2 separate regions of the Mus musculus genome follow, and region 2 is linked to region 1. The links are chromatin contacts, called in public HiChIP or PLAC-seq maps. All regions are on one chromosome and are shown on one strand. Each heading gives the region's core, a stretch centred on a gene start, on an enhancer-like site or on the middle of the called end of the contact. The rest is flanking DNA. Distances are from core to core; before and after follow the strand shown. Region 1 has its middle 12 kb from the start of Gm52892. Region 2 overlaps Met (met proto-oncogene).

Region 1 (4,434 bases), core at 830-3,329:
ATCTTATTATGTACCTTGTGTATGCATAATATAATTTGATTTAAAATAGAAAATAACTGTAAGAAATTTTAACCAGAAGAATGAGAGAGAGAGATGTGTACATGACGAATACGTCAAACTCCCTCACTGTCATAACCATTTATTCTCTGTAGCACATAATATTGTATTGTGTACCTTAAATGTACACAATACCATTCACTCACACCCGTGTATTTTTTGGCACCTAGAACTGAATACAAGACCCCGTGCACGCTCACGAGGCTCTCTACTACTGAGATATATTGTAAGCAACAATTTATCTTCTGAAAGCAGCACACTACACAAAAAAGCCTTCCAATTATAAAACAGAGAAAGAAAAGGAGAAAAGCAAAGTATATACATGTGAAAGCTTACAAGTGGCTGTACATCGAGAGAATGAATGGAAAACGTATCCAGCAGAGTCCCCATATCTAAGAGACACCCTGAAAATAGTAATGGAAGACAGAAATGACAAGCTTCAGGGACATCCATCTCTTGTAGTGTCACCACAAACTCATCACGGAGGTTAGAAAACTTTTGTCCCAGTCTTCTGAGTTTTGCTCAATAAAATTATGACAGAGGCTTCTCCAGGGCATAGACCAGAAATTTAACTATCAAGAACTAATGATGACGGATCTTAATATTGCTATGAATGACTCTGAGACAAAATACTCTAGAATTACATTAATACAAAGCAGGCGGCTTATTTTGCTTATCTCTCAAAGCTACTTAAGCAGGAGCTTCCCTAGTCACAAGAGTAATAACACCTTACTAATTATTAATTTGCAATTACCTAACACATGCATTCCAGAGTGCTGAAATAATCACCAAGGAAATTGAAGCCTCTGTGAAGATTGTTGTAATTATTTATAAATCATTTGCTAATCATCTATACCCTTTAATGTCAAAATTAAATGGAGTCCCACGCCCGCCAGGGGTTGAGGCTGGGCGCTCCTCACTCACTCACTGTTATATGCAGTGATTATTGGCTCGTCCTGGCTACAGTTGACTGGGAGGTAGAAGGGGAGAATCTAAAGAAAGCCAGCCCAGCCTGAAGTGCTCAGCAGTGGACAAAGAAGGGATGCGTGGGTCTTGGTTAACTTTCTAAGCAGTGCTCCTGACTCAGACCCAACTGCTGGTTTTCCATTGATTCCCTAGTGCCTGACAAAGGCCTGGCCATCAGGAAACTCCTGTGTTTATTCTTCAGTTTTCCTTTTCATACTTTCCAGTCATCATCTGCATTAGTATCTCCCAACAGGCCTCCTTAACTGACCCCCTTGTTTTATTTTTTGTTCTATTAAACTGGAATGAGTAACTCTTTCCCATCAGAACAGCTTTAAAGGCACTGAAAACTCGCAAAAATGATCATTTTAGTGGAATGTATACTCCTCATATGTTCCCATTAGATGAGGTCCTGCCAATCATACATTTTCTTAATCTTTTTTTTTATTAATTTCCCTACATTTTAATGCTCATGAAACATTGGTATAAATGTGTCTATCATCAAATGTTATATGAACATATTAGTATCATTAGAATTACTTCTGGTTCAAATGTATAGAAATTGTTCCCCAGTGATAATAGTCTAGCTTCTTGTGTGATAGTTCATCTCTCCTTTTAAATATGAGCTTCGATTTCAGCTCAACAATGTTTGTTCTTAAGAATTTGCTTCAGTGGAATGTGGCTTGAACCAAGTACTTTGTCCTTATGGTCTTTAAAACAAATAACCACCCCCCCCCCCCCCCCGCCGAAACACAGACTTATTCACTGAGCCTTTCTACTCAGATCCAAAGCAGCGGCGTGGCCACACCCTGCCCCTTAACATTTTTGACACGTCTCATATGACTGCAGGCACATAGTTTCTGGGACTTCCCTCCAATCTGTGTAAGGATAATCCTGAGGCAGTTCTTTGAGGAGTAATTGTTATTCTTCCTTCACAGATGGCTGCAAGAATCTTGGATGCCAGAAAAAAAAAATGTTGGAGGAAGAATTAGACTGTTGGTTCTAATGAAATCTATCTGAGGAAACCCGAGGCATCTCAAGTATCCAGAAGGGATCGCTCTGAGTCACCAGTGTCTCAGCAGAACTGTGACTCACTGCAGCTTAAGGAAGGAATGACCATAACCTGGACATATTTGAACAATTTTCAAAACTATATGTGTGTGTGTGTGTGTGTGTGTGTGTGTGTGTGTGTGTGTGTGTGTGTGTGTGTTCAACCTTATTCTAGTTGTAATTGCTATGGGAATTTACTTTAGTATTTTAGGTTGATAGCTATAAGATTCTGGGAGAGATCAATTATGATAAAACAGACTTATTTGCTTTAAGGAATTAATTGGTTTTCTTGGTTAGAATTTGTTGTCTTTTGTCCTTACTTATCCATAGGAGGAATAAGCTTTCCTACTGTGGGAAAGACTGAGTTTCTATCCAAGATGGGCCTTTTAAGTCTTTGGTAATAGCTAACTAATGGCAAGGAAGATCCCTTGAAGATGCTGCTCATGACCTCTTGACTCTAGGCATCTTCCACAATCTCTTGTGAGATACTAATTCATTTGGATTATAACCATAAAAACAGGCATATGTTTTTAAATCATACAATACTTAAATTATATAATGCCATACCTCATAGGAGAAATAAAGTAATTTAATCTTAAAGGACTATTTGGTATTAATGTACTACATTTCTTCAACTGGAATATCATGTTCCCTACAGTCCCAGATATTAAAGGCTTGGTCCTTGATATGGCATCATTGATACATAGAAGACCTTGCAAAAAGTGGAACTAGTGGAAAGTGTATGATTCACTGGGGGAGTACCTTTAACAGGAATAGTGGGCTATTTCTCCTTCTGTTACAGGTTGTGAACCAAAGGAGTTTTGCTCTGCTTCATGCAAACACTGCACTGTACTTCCTCACTGTTGACCCAAGAGCATTGAGGCCAACAAATCATGAACCAAGACCTCCAAACCTGAGCCAGAACAATCCAACCTCTTCTCCTTACACATTCCTTATCTCAAATATTTGTTGTAACAATCGAAAGACAACTGCTACATAGGAGTTCTGGAAGAGTTAACCATCACTAGTGTATTCGTTAGACACACATGTACACACATGCATCTTCACACATACACGTATTCATGCACACACAAACATGCATCTGCAGAATACACATACACATGCATACACACACAGATGCATGCACACTCACATGCATCCGTGCACACACACACACAGGTACACACACATGCACATGCATGCACACAGACAGAGACACATATGTACATTACTAGCCACAGGAAAATGCTTCCTTGGGGTTTTAATCATTTAATGGCCTTGAAAGTCTGTTTGAAATAGTTCTTGGCTATTTATTGCGGGTGTCTCCAAACAACTACTGTGTCCCCCATGGTCGTTAATATTCTTCCCCAAAGCTGCATCTGTCAGAAATGGTGAAATGTGATCCAGCATAAATAGGATGAGGTATTTCCATTGGTTCTTGTGGTCTACCACAGCTCGCTTAAGCTCCCAAGGGGAGACAGAGGTCCTGTTCATCACACATGGAAACTTTCTAGACTGTAAGTGTCAAACCAGGAGCAGAGATGCCTGCGGGTTTCAAAGGAAAACTAAATAAACAGCTGATTCTTTTATCTTCTTTTCTTTTCTAGCACACATTCATTCTACCATATCCTCATTTAAATTTCACTCTCTCACCTTTGTTTGAACTAAAGCTTGTGCTCACTTTGAGCCAATAAAAACTACAAGAAGGAAACATCTGCACGGCTGTGTAACCAATCCTACAATTATCAGCAACGTGACAATCTTATTAAAGATCACACAGGACATTTGCAGAATTTGTTTTCAAGACACAATGAGTAATGCACTACCACTAGTTTACATATATATATGAACATAATAAAGTTGAACCTAATTTATATTTATGTTAACTTATATTTTACATTTTAAATATATATTATTCCATGACATTTGATCTAGGAAACAAATAAAAAATATAGACATGCCATCTAGATTTAATTTAAAACAATTGATAACTAATAGAATTGACCCAGGGTCCCAGCAAATGCCTTACACAAATTATTGCATTAGAAAATACTGTTGAGTCCTAAGTGTGAGCTGCTCAGGAAACTCCTATTACCTTCCTTGTGAATAGGAATTTTCAATGATATACAAGGTTTCTGGAAAAGTAATTCCAGAAACAAAGTTTTCATGTTTTGAAGAGAAATTCTATTTCTAAGAATACAATTTAAGTAAAGAATTAGATCTTTGCACAATGATTCAGCTACAAAAAGTTCTTAGGAATTGTGATTAAATAAATTGCCCCAATGGATGTTCTTAGTCAGTGTACAGAGACTGAAACACCTTTCACTTGGTGACTTGTAGGCATTCTCTCGTGGTCTTCTGGGG
Region 2 (4,434 bases), core at 594-3,093, 340 kb before region 1:
GGAAGGGCCAGCCAGAGAACAAGTCTTCCTTTTTCCTTTACCCATCTACCATTTGTGAAGACCTCTTCAGAATTCTAGAATCTTCTTGGGAGGCTGCATTCGTTTGTTTTGAGCTACAGATTATTATGACTATAAAGGCCCTTCCAAAACTTTCCTGGAGGTATTTTTGAGATTTATTGTCTGGCTGAGTAAGTATTATTAACCAAAAGAGCTACTGTGGAAAATACTAAACATGCTTAAGTGGAGTTAGAAATAGTCATGACGTCATCAGCTTTCTTAAGTACTGAGTTTCTTGTTTGATTGCAAGTAAACAATATTATCTGTTGTTGCCACTGGGGACCACTTATCTAATCCACCTTTCATCTCGTACACCACACACACACACACACACACACACACACACACACACACACATACACACACACACTCTTTAAAGATCAAGAAAGTGTTATGGTGTGTGTGCTTGTATGTGTTTATATTGTGCTTATGCCAGAGGTCAATGCTTGGCGTCTTCCTCAGTCATTCTCCACTTTATTTCTCCAACTGAATCTGGAGCTGCTCTGCCAACAGACTCTGATGATGTGTGCCCTCCATGCCCAGGACATGTGACTTTTATGTACGTTCTGGTGACACAAACTCAGATCTTCTTTCTTGGGCTATAAGCATTTTATAGACAATTATCTCCCATGCCCAGGAAAGCTTGGTAAAGAGCAGTTAGTTGCAAACCTCAATAATTCCAGGTTAGAGCTATTAAAGATGGTTATGAACTACTACTTATACCTCAAGTTTAAAAGCATGCATTGAGCTTGGTTCGTCCACATTCTTAAAGGACTGGGTTTCCTTCTAACAGTGAATGGAGTCCTGTGGGGCATTCGGTAATCTCTGGAGAACTAACCCAAATCTCAGGAAGGGCAGGCAACAAGCGGTGAGAAACTTGGAATGTTCAGTGTCTCACTGCTGGTGTACTGGCTTGGATGAGCAGCTTCTAACTTCTCAGTATCCACACTGTCTGTGACTCACTTTATTTATCCAATGGTAGATATTTCAACAGGGAAGTGCTTGTACTTGACTCATGTCCTGTAACTTCTAAAGATAATGGCCCTGGTACAATACAGACATTTTGCTTTGTGTAAGACATGTTTAAGTAAAACAATGTGAAATGCCCTGGCCAACCTGACCATTTGTCGGTCTGGTGTTTTGCAAAGCAGATGCTGTTGATGAATAGCAGTGCTGGAGGTTTTTCTTGGATGCATCTCAAAATATATTCAAGTTGTAGATGGTGCTAGGCAAAAGATATGCTCATTGAGAATGTTTTAAAGATGACTAATGGCATAATTCAAAAGTTTCCCCCAAAAGATAGCACTTTAAAATTACATTGAAATAAAAATACTTTATAAGTCTAAATGAAGGGTTAAGGAGAACATCTCAGGTCTTAGAATGGCTGAGGTAAGTTACCTTGCTCAAATAATTCTAAAGTGAACCTGTCTGTACGTGAGCAGAGAGCTTGCAGATGCTAAAATTCCAATATGATACCTGCATGAGTTTGATTTTAAAGTGAAGGCCATGCAATTCTGCATCAAGTTTAGCAGAGGTCAACACCTTTTTTTTTCCTACTTGTATAAAAATATCAGGACAAAAAGCAAAAAGCAAGAACAATGCCACAGCTCACAGAGGTCTATGTATAGATATTTCTCAGGATAGTAAACTGAATTATACCTTCTGGAAAAGTAGCTCTGTAGTCTACAGACTCATTTGAAACCATCTCTGTAGTTGGACTTACACTTCGGGCACTTACAAGCCTATCCAAATGAGGAGTGTGTACTCTTGCGTCATAGCGAACTAATTCACTGCCCAGATCTTAAAACAGAGAGAAAGAGAGAGCTTGTTAAAGACTTTGCTGTCACAGGTCCCAGGAGACTTTGACCCAGTGCCCAGAACTCACAGCCTTTTATGAATGCTTATTAGACAACCCATATATCTCCATGACAGTGTTGAATGTAATCACTAAATCACTATGGTAGCTTCTTAGACAATAAACAAAATATGCACCTTTATGCTTTCTCTTTCTCATCCACAGGAAGAGCCCGGATAATAACAAAACTACTACTGATATTGAGACCGCACCAATGATCAATCCTGCAAAATTCTGATCCGGTTGAACGATCACTTTTCCAAGAACAGTTGAAGAGACTGCTTGCTTCCACTGGAAATATATAAGAAGGAAAGTCAGATTTTGTCCGAGGTTGATATAAAATATACTATCTATGGGGGACCAAGTTTCTCTGGATTCCAATTAGCACCCTGGTGGCCATTATTCTAGAAGGTGCATTACAGCCTTCAGAGTAAGTGAGAATTTCCTTGATTCTGCCTCAATGTCCAGATAATTAGGAAATATTGATTACCTAAAGCATGATTTAGATAAACAAAAATATTCTTTGATCTTGAGGAACTAAAGAATAATGAAGGGAAATGGATCGATCAAGTATTATGATACCATTGAAGTATGAATAAATGAAACTGATGCCCCATTTGGGAGGGTGGAATGCATAGCAGAAAAAATTTCTCAGAAGAGGGGAGACCATATAGGATAATAAAGTCTCATAGTCTATTTCTACTTTGATATATAGAAGAAATCTGTGGTTCCTCCCAGCTCAAGTGCTTTCTGATTTTTAACTTTGATGGTCATTCTGAAATTTCTACATTCGGTCTCAGATTTTGTAATTCTTTTGTATATTTCCATTTCTTAACGTTTCCAGAATATTTCAGGAATCCTTCAAAGCTACCATTTCTAGAGTAAGCAATATATGATATGCATGAAATAAGATATCATTCAGCCATAAACTAGAATGAACCACAAAAATATTTGCCAAGTCAAATGAGCAAGATGCCAAAAGACAAATATTGTATGATTTGACTTAGATGAAATACCCAGGTCAGCAAATTCATAAAGAAAAGAAGTAGATTAGAGGTTACAGGGCTGTGTTACCGCAACTTAAAGAAATTTACAATTTAAATGTTCCAAGCCCCTTGAACTGTACATTCCGAGTGGCAAATTATATGATTTATGCGCTATATCAAAAATAAACTGTTAAAAATAATAAAAGAAATTCTTCTTCTGGGTCATCTGACTTAGTTGTGGATGCGAAAGAAGGTAATACAGAACAATTGGGGGCGGGGTGGAGAGGTGGCTCAGTGGTTAAGAGCAGTGACTACCCTTCCAGAGGTCCTGAGTTCAATTCCCGGCAACCACGTGGTGGTGGCTCACAACCATCTGGAATGGAATCTGATGCCCCTCTCTGGTGTGTCTGAAGACAGCTACAGTGTACTCATATAAATAATAAATAAATAAAACTTAAGAAAAATGATAACAAAAAGATTGATTAAAAAAAAAAAACAACATCAACTGGGTTTCCACTTTACTCTGCCAAGTGGATACGATTCTTTTTATTTATAGAGTTCTATGCATTGTGACCACTGAAGTGGGAAGGCCCCTTAGCCTGGTAAAAAGAGGGAGAAGGGACAGTCTTGCATGTGCTCTGTTCCTTCGGAGAACGGCAGCATGTTTTGGCAAGAGTGTGGCATGACTTTTGAGAATCATACTTTTGACCCAGGGGAAAGAGACAGTGTGATTAAAAACCTAGACATTTCTCAAATCACAGCTAGGAACTGAGGCTGAGCTGATGAGCTAGAGCCAACATACAGATGAGCTTTAATGATTTATTTTAAGCCTCCTGGTGACATAATTACAACGGCATCCCTATTTACATCATGAGAGGCTTGCGGGAACCCCACCTCTATATTTAGCTCGCTGTTCAGTTTGAGCAGGTCACTGGGGACTGTACACAACACAGCTCCAGAGTGCCAGTGGAGACTCTCGCAGCTCTGATTTCCAACTTTTAACACTTCACCTTTAACTGCTTCAGGGTCAATATTGTTTCCCTGGAAGGGAAAAAGAAAACAGAAATGAAAGGTCATTAACACTTCACAGGTCAGTAGGAAGGCTGGCAGTTCTAGAAGGAAGCCAAGAATACAACAAATGCAGACGCTGTTTTCCAAGAAATCTGATTTTTTATGGTGTTCAGCTTCATGGGAGTTGAGCTGGCTGAAAGGGAGTCTGAGCATTTCAGGACACTGGGCAGGAATGATAAGAGGAGATTTTCCATCAGGCTCAGTTTTAGAGAAAAGGGAAGGAGATATTGTTTGTGTCCTTACGTTGAAAACTCTCACGCATAATTATCTTATTACTGTCTTCACATGAAGTATGGGCGTTTGGCAAAAAAGAACACAGCTTCGAGCTTAGCAGCTAAACCTGCTGATTGGCTTAACACTGTCGTTTGCAATGATTCACTTTTAGCACCACACTGAACACTTTGGAAAATACCAAAGCCCAGGTCTCATCTCCAGCGATCCAAGGAACTCCCTCGACAATACATT

The links. HiChIP or PLAC-seq counts read pairs in DNA pulled down with a chosen protein or histone mark.
Region 2: a FOXA1 HiChIP or PLAC-seq map of pancreatic cancer cells shows a contact between it and region 1. The contact joins two enhancer-like sites. A contact is called at or near these places in 2 of 115 datasets of contacts at active chromatin or transcription factors (embryonic stem cells and pancreatic cancer cells) and 1 of 9 other capture datasets (embryonic stem cells).

What each region holds. Positions count from the first base shown.
Region 1 is chr6:17,209,081-17,213,514 of GRCm38.p6, reverse strand. No RefSeq gene overlaps it. Among named protein-coding and RNA genes, the nearest start is that of Gm52892, 12 kb to the right of the region's middle. Within about 2 kb of position 2,079, at least 55 of the 459 cell types and tissues checked have an H3K27ac peak or open chromatin away from gene starts, as enhancers often do. A contact at or near this core is called in pancreatic cancer cells, where this site is marked.
Region 2 is chr6:17,546,455-17,550,888 of GRCm38.p6, reverse strand. Met (met proto-oncogene) reads right to left here. Exons shown (of 22, transcript NM_008591.2): 13 at 3,793-3,939; 14 at 2,050-2,203; 15 at 1,717-1,857. Among named protein-coding and RNA genes, the nearest start is that of Gm52893, 6.9 kb to the right of the region's middle. Within about 2 kb of position 1,843, at least 40 of the 459 cell types and tissues checked have an H3K27ac peak or open chromatin away from gene starts, as enhancers often do. A contact at or near this core is called in pancreatic cancer cells, where this site is marked.